Linked DNA regions of Sus scrofa: region 2 is linked to region 1. Evidence: chromatin contacts called from public Hi-C data. All regions are on one chromosome and are shown on one strand. The core of a region is the stretch at or near the end of the contact, and the rest is flanking DNA. Distances in the headings are between cores, read along the strand shown. Region 1 overlaps LMNTD1 (lamin tail domain-containing protein 1). Region 2 holds the start of ETFRF1 (electron transfer flavoprotein regulatory factor 1).

Region 1 (4,144 bases), core at 1,167-3,666:
GGAGCTCAGGAAAGAGACCTGGGCAAGAAAGACTTCAAATGGTAACAGGGGACATGACCTGGGTAAGATCATCCAGGAGAGTGTTAGGTGAGAAGAGACTGGACCTAAGAGGGAACTTTGAGAAGCACCAGCATGTAAAAGACTAGAGGAGGAAGAGGAGGCAGCGGAGGAGACTGCCAGGAGCAAGGCTTCAGGAGATGGGTAGCAGGTTACTTCCATTTTACAGATGGGGCAATGGGGTCTCATATTCCACAGGTGGTCTAAGGTCTTCCACCTGGGAGGGGGCAGAACTGGCCTTCAACCTCTATCGGATTCCTGGCTTTCAAATCACTTGTTTCTAAGATATGAAACTGTAATTGTATAAACAAACATAACCTTCTCCCTCTTAACTTTTCCTCCTCTGAAATTCTCTTCCTAGACATTAATCACAGACAATCATCTAAAACCACAGGTTCTCTTCCCTGGCTGTCTCTCCTGTCTAGATGACGATGATGCTGGATAAGGCAACCAAAGGGAAAAGCAAAGACAGGACTCACTGACCTTGAATTAGGCTATCAGCTATTTCTGAACCCAGCCCCACTCCTAACTTACATGATAACTCAGCTGGTTCTTTAGCTTCCCTATATGTTTAATGGGTTAAACAGGATCTGACATTATCCAATGGCTTGCGCTAGGAATCAAGTGCTTTATAAAGTTAATCATTAAACAACTTCATAAGATACTGCTGCAAATACAGAGCAATGAGAAAACTGGCTTAGATAATTTGGGTGTTCTGGAGCAGTCTCTTACTCCAGGGGATTAAACAGGCCACCCAACACCATGTTTAAGCAGGACTAGGTTTACTGAGTTTGACAAACAGCAGGGACCAATGAAGGCCTTCTTGGTGAGGTGAGGTGAACCTGGAAGGTCCCCTGATCAAAGTCAGCTCCCCACCCTGCACAGAAAGTGCGGGCTTTGCCCTCAGATTGCCTGGTTCCCATCCACAGGGAAACAACTGATTCTTCTTATCTGTTTCCTTATCTGCAAAATGGGAATAACAGTACTCACCTCATGCAGTTATGGTGATAATTAAACGAGATAGTCTGCCAAAACGCTCAGCACCCAGCACAGAACAATAATCATTAGCTACTGTGGCCACCTTTTTTGTGCTAAGCTTGGCTCCCAGGTGGAGTGGGCCAGGAGCCTAGAACAGGTTACTTAAGTTACCTTGTAATGACCCTGAGCCAGGGAGTGAGGGAGCAGGTGAGGCTAGAGTCAAACTCTTCAAAGTTTTCCAAGAGACAGAATGTACTAATTCACGATATCCTCCTGCTTCACGGCGGTCCATCCTCAAGCAGTTTCTAAGAAGCAGTGGCAAAGCCTCAGGAGCAGGGTCCCTGGCAGAAAACAAGTTTCCTGTGACCACGCCCCTCAAGGTTGAGATCCTTGACCAGGTGGGGATAACTCGTCCTGTTCTACACTAGGCTGGGATTCCTCCCCTTTGCCACCTGCTTTCCCGAGGTGGACATGAGCTCCTGCTCAACTAAGGGCAGTAGTCAACACCCCGCCCTCTCCCCCTCCCCGGGAATTTAAGACATCCAGCTAGGCGCGGGGCTATCTTTAAAAGGAATTAGTCGTGGTTGCTGAAGAGCCCTCCGGGGAGGACAACGTGCAGAGGCTGAGGGCTAGGGCTATAGGCGCCCGGGCCTGGGGTCCCCGGGTGCCGCCAGGGGTGGGCCCTCGGCGTGAAAGCCCGCGACGCCTGGCTCGGGCAGCACCCTGGGCCCGGACCCCGGAACCTCTCCAAGGAAAAAGAGCCAGGCCTGCAGATGCAACCGTTGCAATTTGGGTCTCCTCTCTTCTGACGTAATGCCAGTTTCCTGCTTTCGCATTGCAGTGTGCAGCTCGCTGGCCAGGAAGTCTGAAGATCAGTCGACTCAACGCCAAGATAATCAGGGCCACTATCTCGTAATTTATTTTCTACGAATACACCCCGCCCCCAAATTCCGCGACTTTTGGCTTTTCAGGCGGTATTGTTCTCCCCTCCCCCCAGGAAGGGTGCCTCTACACAGCTCAGCACCAGGAAACGGCGGCGGTTTGTGGCTCAAATGAGGGGCCCGGGCGGGGTCGGTTCAACCTGCTGCCCCCATCCCCCACCTTGAGCTTTGAGATTCCAAATCCCCGGCTTTGTTTGAAGCGAAACTACTGTGGAAACTGCACCATTTCCTCCTCCTCTCCAGAAACCGAGCTAGGAAGTGGGTAAAAACTACTATAGAACGTGCTCTGACACTCCTCCACGCCCAACACCCCCACAGGGACGGTACCAGCAGCGACCGCCCCGCCACCTCACTCGCGCCCGGCCAACTACAGCCCTGCAGCCGCCGCCGCCGCCGCCCAGCCGAGCCCGGGGAGACTCCCAAGGGCTCTTTAAATACGATCTATAAATACTACGGGCTCTCGGCGCGCGCGTCACGGCAGAGCCGGCTTCTAATTGGCTGTCGTAACCCCGCTTATTTGCATAGCCGGATTGCACAACCGGGCGGCGACCTCGGCCGAGCGCGCCCCTCCCCCTCAGCGGGCGCGCGGGGCGCGCGGACCCGCGGGTGGGGACATCAGGGTGGCGGCTGCGCGGCCCGGCGACGAGCGCGAAGCAGCCGCGGCGTCCAGAGTAGCTTGAACTCGGGAACCTTTCGAGTCTTGAGTCATGCGGCGGTCTTCTGGGACGCCGGCGGCCTCCCATAAGGATCTCTTGACAGGCACTGGGCCGGCGCATTTAGACAGGGGTGTTTTTGCTTTCTACAAAAAGAAAAAGAAAGTTTTAAGGGTTTCACCAGAGCAAACGCTCTGGGTGGCTCGCACAGGCACCACGTGAGACCTGGACACGCAGCTAGAGCCCTGTCCAATGACTTGCGACTTGGGGTGTTCAAAAAAGGCTTTTGCATGTTCACTCGTAAGACCTCGTTAGCTTGAAAACGAAACAAGGGAGTGTTCAGAAAATGCAAAATGTATGATTCCTCCTGGTTTAAAGTTAAGCTTTTAAAAAAGCACCAATTAGCCAATATAAAGCGGCGATGCGGAAACATGCCACATTGTGGTTCTAAGGGAAAAGAATCTCTGGTAGTGATTGAAAATCTTCAGCAACTTGGCCCTGAACAGAGCTGGTTCGCTCTGGGGAGCGGGTGGTGGCTGAGAGGATCAGAGGGGTGGGGGAAAGACCACGCTTTGGAATTCGGGAACAACCCGAGGTGCGGGTTATTGGCTCACAGGTTTCTCTCCAGAGGATGCCATTGATCACTGGAGATAAATATGCAGACATTATTTTATATTAGTATTCAGATATTACCAAACATTTATCTCTTCATAGAGACATAGTATCTACTGCTCGTTGTAAACATTTTTTAGGTAAAATCTGTGACATAGTGAATTGCATACTTTCGAATGCGATAAATATGATTATTTTCATTTTGTTTTAAGATGTCCTGCTCTTATTGGGCACACAGCGCATGCTAAGTTTTCAAGCCGTCCCGTAACAGTATCGGAGGATGACCCTAGAAGTATATGTTTGTGTCTTTCCTCAGGAAATACTACTGGAATGAATCAAATACAATCATTTTGAAGTGAATAAGCATTGCTAAAAATCTAAGGTCTCATTAAATTATGGTTCGTAACTATTCTGGTCTGATGTCCTTCTCCCCTAAATAAAACTCAAAACTCATTCGGACTCCTTTGCTTTTTGACAATACTTTCAACAACGGTATTTGGACGCTAGCGAATATGAGCCTCTAACAGCTTTTAAATGAGAACTTTGGATTTTAACAGGAGAGCGCCCTCTGCTGCCAAATAGTTTATGGGCAACGCTTCTGAAAAGTAAAACCCTTGGTTGGTATGCCCATCTCAAAGACGGCAAGATGAACCTTAGGATTTTTTTCACTAACATTTTTTTTGTAAGTCACTTTGTAATTCTAGGCATCTTAATCATTACTGCTAAGCAAGGAAGATCATTTAGTTGTGAATACTACGTTATGTATCACTCTCATTTCCATTGTAACACCAGTTTATGCTTTAGAATACTAAAACAGAAGATAGGCTTTTTTACAGTCATTATTTTCTGCACTAACAGCTACTAAAGTAAGAAAAACATGCTTTAATCATCGAAATACTTTTC
Region 2 (4,540 bases), core at 766-3,265, 160 kb before region 1:
AAGTTAGATTGCTGATTTTATACAAAGAAATTACTAATTTAAAGCGGGCAAAACTATGACAAAATGATTCCATTCAGCAATGTGTCCTAAAGCAAATCTATGCTTTTTAGGAATTTGTCAAGTACAGTATTCCAGGAAATATTTATAATTACAAGTATTTTTTCAGCAACACTATTTGTAACTTCCTGATTTGGTCCATGTGTCCATTCAGTTTTAAAACTGACACAAAGCAGTAGATTATACCTTCTTGAAAAGTGCACATATTTAATTTGTTCAGCAGATATTTATTAACGAATTACACACAAAGCACTCTGAGATGCTAGAGATGCTTTAAATAAGAAGAATAGAGTCTTGGCTCTCATTTTAATTTTTGCATATGGGTTTTATTTTATTATTAAATATGATAATATTTGCTATCAATACTTAACATACTTCCATCTTGAAATGAGTGCTATAACAGCAGAATACGTAAATAGCATTGCCCCTGTTTCCAAGTAGCGACATTTTAAAGGTGGGCAAATTGTCATCTTCACTAGTGCTTTTAATGTGATGCAGGTTTGGGATAAGTACCTATCCTCACCCCTCTTGCAAATCATAAGAGCATCATGTAGTGGAGTATTTCTCAAAGTTCAGAGGGCATAAGAATCATGTGAGATGCTTGTGAAAAATACATATTCCTGGGCTAAAAGTATACACACTCACTTCCCTCTCCCAATTATAATTCAGTTCATGTTATGGGTTGAATTGCAACCTCTTAAAATTCATACATTCAAGTCCCATATCCCAGTATCTCTGAATTTTACCTTATTTGGAAAGAGGGTTGTTGCTGATGTAATTAAGATGAGGTGGATCTCTAACCCAATATGACTGAGGTCTTCACAAAAAGGGGAAATTTGGGCACAGACACATAGATACAGGGAGAATGCCAGCGAAGAATGGAATAAGCTGCCACAAGTCAAGGAAGTACCAGAAGGTAGGAAAGGGGTCTGAACAGATCCCTCCTCAGCACCTGCAGGGGGAGCAGAGCCCTGACAGCACCTTGATCTTGGACTTCTAGACTTTAGAATTGTGAAACGTTAAGTTTCTCTTGTTTAAGCCACTTAGCTGGTGATATTTTGTTACTTGGCAGCCCTAGGAAACTAATACTGTAGATCTGGAGTCTGGTCTGTTCCTGTAATCTGCATTTTAATAGATATTCCAGGTGTATTAGAAGCACATTTTCCAGAAACCACATTTTGAGAAACATCTAAGAATAAAAAAACTTACGCACCCGCTGGGAAATAATAAATAGGTGCTTACGGTTCTCTCAAGTTATCAGTAGCTTTAAGTCTGCTTAAAATCCCTTTCCATTTCTCCCTGACATGAATGGTCTCCTCACCCTATTTCTTCTCATCACTTCTGAAAAACTCATAATCATACTTTAAAATACTCCTTGAAAAGCACTGCTCTTCCCTTTCATGTTCCCCTCCCCTCTCCAGACCCAATTTCAACATTTCCAACTTTGTGTTACTCCAATGTAGTCACTTTGATAATTACAGTAATAAAACTGTATTGTAATTAATTTGCTGAGTCTGTTTTCCATACCAGGGAGTGGATGGAATATTCATCTTTGTGTCCTAGGCACAATGACCATTCCCCGTTTACGGAAATTGGTTTGGGCTCCCACCTGTCTGCGAAGGCCACAAATCAGGGGAATGCCCACTCCCACCAAGAGTATAAGCTCTCTCTTAAGTCGACTCGCTCCCCTCTAATAAAATATGATAGGCTCTTATTACATCATTTAATACAGTGCAAGAGAATCCACGCTCGCCCCTTCACGCGGTTCCCCACTTTCTCTGCTCACCATGCCGAGGAAAGCACCACCTCCGCAGCCTGCCAAGTGGTGTGAGCTCCTGGAGCTCACAGTGGTGTGGACTGAGGTCTTGGGTTGTCAGAACGACAAGCCCCGCCCCCTGGCGCCCCAGGGGAGGGGCGCGGAGCCGCTAGTCTGGGTCCGCGCAGTCGCGCTGGGGTTCTTCCGGACGGCGTCCCGCCCCCTTCCCCCACAGATCGCCCCATCTTCCCAACGCCCCGCCCCCGTGAGCGGCCAGAGGAGTCAGAGCGGCCAGAGAGTTTTACGGCAGTGACGAGCCGGAAAGCGTGTGAGTGCAGCGCAGGGGCGTTTAATTCTGTTTTCCGGATTCTGAGGTCTGGAGGCGAAGTAAGCTCTGGGCAAGACAGCCGGTGTGGGAAAGGGTTTCTGAACGCCTTTTGACTTTGACAGTCACTCTGTTTACGTGGAGCTGAGGCGTATCTTTCTGTACGGGTGTTTTGAGAAGGAAGGGAGCTGCCAGCTATACGCAGCTGGATCGAGTGGTTGACACGGGTCGGCTGCCTGGGCCGCCACCGCTTAGACCTGCGGGGCGGGGCTCTATTGACAGTTTAGATAAGAAGGTAGATAAATTGGCTCCCAGAGTGTTGGTTAATTCCAGAGTGTTGGTTAATTCGAAGTTAATGAGCTTTGGATTCTTCTTTCTTCCCTGCACATGGTTCTCTTTACTTCCTGGGCAAGGTATATGCCGTTTTGGGGTTTGTTTTTTCCCTAAGAGGAGCTCTGAGCAAGAGCTGGAAATGATTTAAAGCTGGTTCTGGGTAAAGTATTCCTTACAAGTGAAGTTCTCTAAGACCAGCAAGACTCGCAGTTATGTGCGCCCAAGGTCAAGGTCACAGATTTGTACAAACCGGTGGCACAACCCTTCGATTATCAGTCTACTGCCGCATGAAGAAACTCTTGGCAGCAAAGACCAACAGGAAAACTAGAAGAAATCAAGTTATTGAGAAATTAAGCTTCTTCCAAAGCCTATCTGAATTGTCTATGATTTTAGACCTAAATGCTGTTTTAGTGCATTGAAAGTATTGCCGTGTCTCATCTCTAAATTCTAATTTTATTAGGGCTATCCCTTCGTTGACGAAATATATTATTATACTTATTATTAATAAATAAGTATTGCTGACTGAGTTGGTCTTTGTGGGTTAAAGTGTTCATGCTTCCCAGATTGTGTAATAGTGATGACATCTCACCTCCAAATCCCTGGTGGCAAAAACATCTTAATGTTGGAGTTCCCAGTTGTGGGTCATTGGTTAACGAATCTGACTAGTATCCAAGAGGACCCAGCTTAGATCCCTGGCCTGGCTCTGTGGGCGGGTTAAAGATCCGGCCTTGTGGTGAGCTGTGGTTATATATAGATCGCAGACTGCGCTGGAATCCCGCCTTGCTGTGGCTGTGGCATAGGCCAGCGGCTACAACTCCCATTGGATCCCTAGCCTGGGAACCTGTTGTGTGCGGCCCTAAATTAAAAAAAAAAAAAAAAAAAAAAAATCTTGATGTCGACATCACAGGGTTCTGAGGCTTTTTGGTATGGAACTAAGTTTTTCTCTTCGTATTTCAACCCAGCTACTAATGTGTATGATACAAAACCTCAGTCAACTCTAATGGGGGTAAGGAGGTGTTGGAGGAGGTGTTGTGGTGATCACAAAAAACTTTTAAATGGTGGGCCTCCAGGAGAGCCTTGCTCAAGTTCCCTTTCCACCGACTTCCCTCCCAGGGAGGAGGATTTGCTATGGATGTGTTAGAACGTTTTGGACTGTGTTCTCAGGAATCACCATGCTATGAAATTATACCAGTGAGCTTAGTTCTCTACTACTCTTACAAGCTGCATAAGAAGGTCTATTTCCTGTTTTTTTAGCTTCAGACACTTGCAGTACTTACCCCTTCTGAACATACATAGCCATCTCTGTTCAACTCACTTCTATAATCGGGCTTCTAGGTGGGCCTAGACAAAGCAAGTATACCAGCTTTTGGAGGCAAAAATCTCTTGCCACCTCCCTCTTGGATTACGTATCTTTTGGTGCTGGCAAGTGTGTTGGGATAAATTTTTGTGTTAAGTTTTTTAGGCTTAACTACTTTAGGGAAATATGCTCATCTGTTTGAGTCAAGTCTGAGCTTCAGGGAGAAGAGTGGTTAACAGCTTTGGCACCATAACCCCTAGTAAAATGAGAATTCCCATTTAACCCAGACCTGGAGTTGGTTGTCTTAAATCCTTAGCCCACAATCATTAGGAAAGAGCTATCAGTGTAGATTGTACACCCACCCCATCCAAGTTCTCAGAACAATGGTGGACCTCCCTCAGTCCCTAATGCGATTGGCTCTTTACAATGAACAGTAACCTCGGTGACTTTATGCAGGGTTAAGGAGCAGCCCCAGGTCCCGGCTTCATTAAAATTGTTCACTAATTCTGAATTCTAGGAAACCTATTTCTCCCAAAGGCTAAAATAAACTTAACTGCCTGGAAATCAGCATGCACTAGTAAAAGCTTCTTTAATTCCTATAAATTAACATATCAAAGAGTGGGACAAATTTACCTTAGTCACAGCACCTACTTTTTTGCTGGGAAGGTCCTTTATTAGGCCTAATTTGTAAAAAGGGAAACAGCCAAAGAGGACAATTTAATCCACATCTCTAAAAGCTTTTACAAATTACAAATTATGAATTAAGTAGAGC

What was found. A called contact is a pair of places that touch in the nucleus more often than the background predicts.
Region 2: a contact with region 1 is called in a Hi-C map of liver, with 4 times the contacts expected there. The contact joins the promoter of ETFRF1 here to the enhancer-like site in region 1. A contact is called at or near these places in 2 of 5 promoter capture datasets (fetal liver and liver), 11 of 47 Hi-C or Micro-C datasets (embryonic fibroblasts, epiblast stem cells, heart right ventricle and 4 more) and 2 of 2 datasets of contacts at active chromatin or transcription factors (alveolar macrophages and skeletal muscle).

The regions. Positions count from the first base shown.
Region 1 is chr5:48,397,298-48,401,441 of Sscrofa11.1, reverse strand. It overlaps LMNTD1 (lamin tail domain-containing protein 1), which reads right to left. Exons shown (of 18, transcript XR_002344073.1): 18 at 1,541-2,775. Among named protein-coding and RNA genes, the nearest start is that of KRAS, 110 kb to the left of the region's middle. Within about 2 kb of position 2,416, at least 81 of the 83 cell types and tissues checked have an H3K27ac peak or open chromatin away from gene starts, as enhancers often do. A contact at or near this core is called in alveolar macrophages, embryonic fibroblasts, epiblast stem cells and 5 more, where this site is marked.
Region 2 is chr5:48,553,064-48,557,603 of Sscrofa11.1, reverse strand. It overlaps ETFRF1 (electron transfer flavoprotein regulatory factor 1), which reads left to right and starts at 2,015. Exons shown (of 3, transcript XM_003126426.5): 1 at 2,015-2,141. It overlaps CASC1 (protein CASC1), which reads right to left and starts at 1,962. Exons shown (of 16, transcript XM_021092191.1): 1 at 1,844-1,962. The coding sequence starts at 1,846.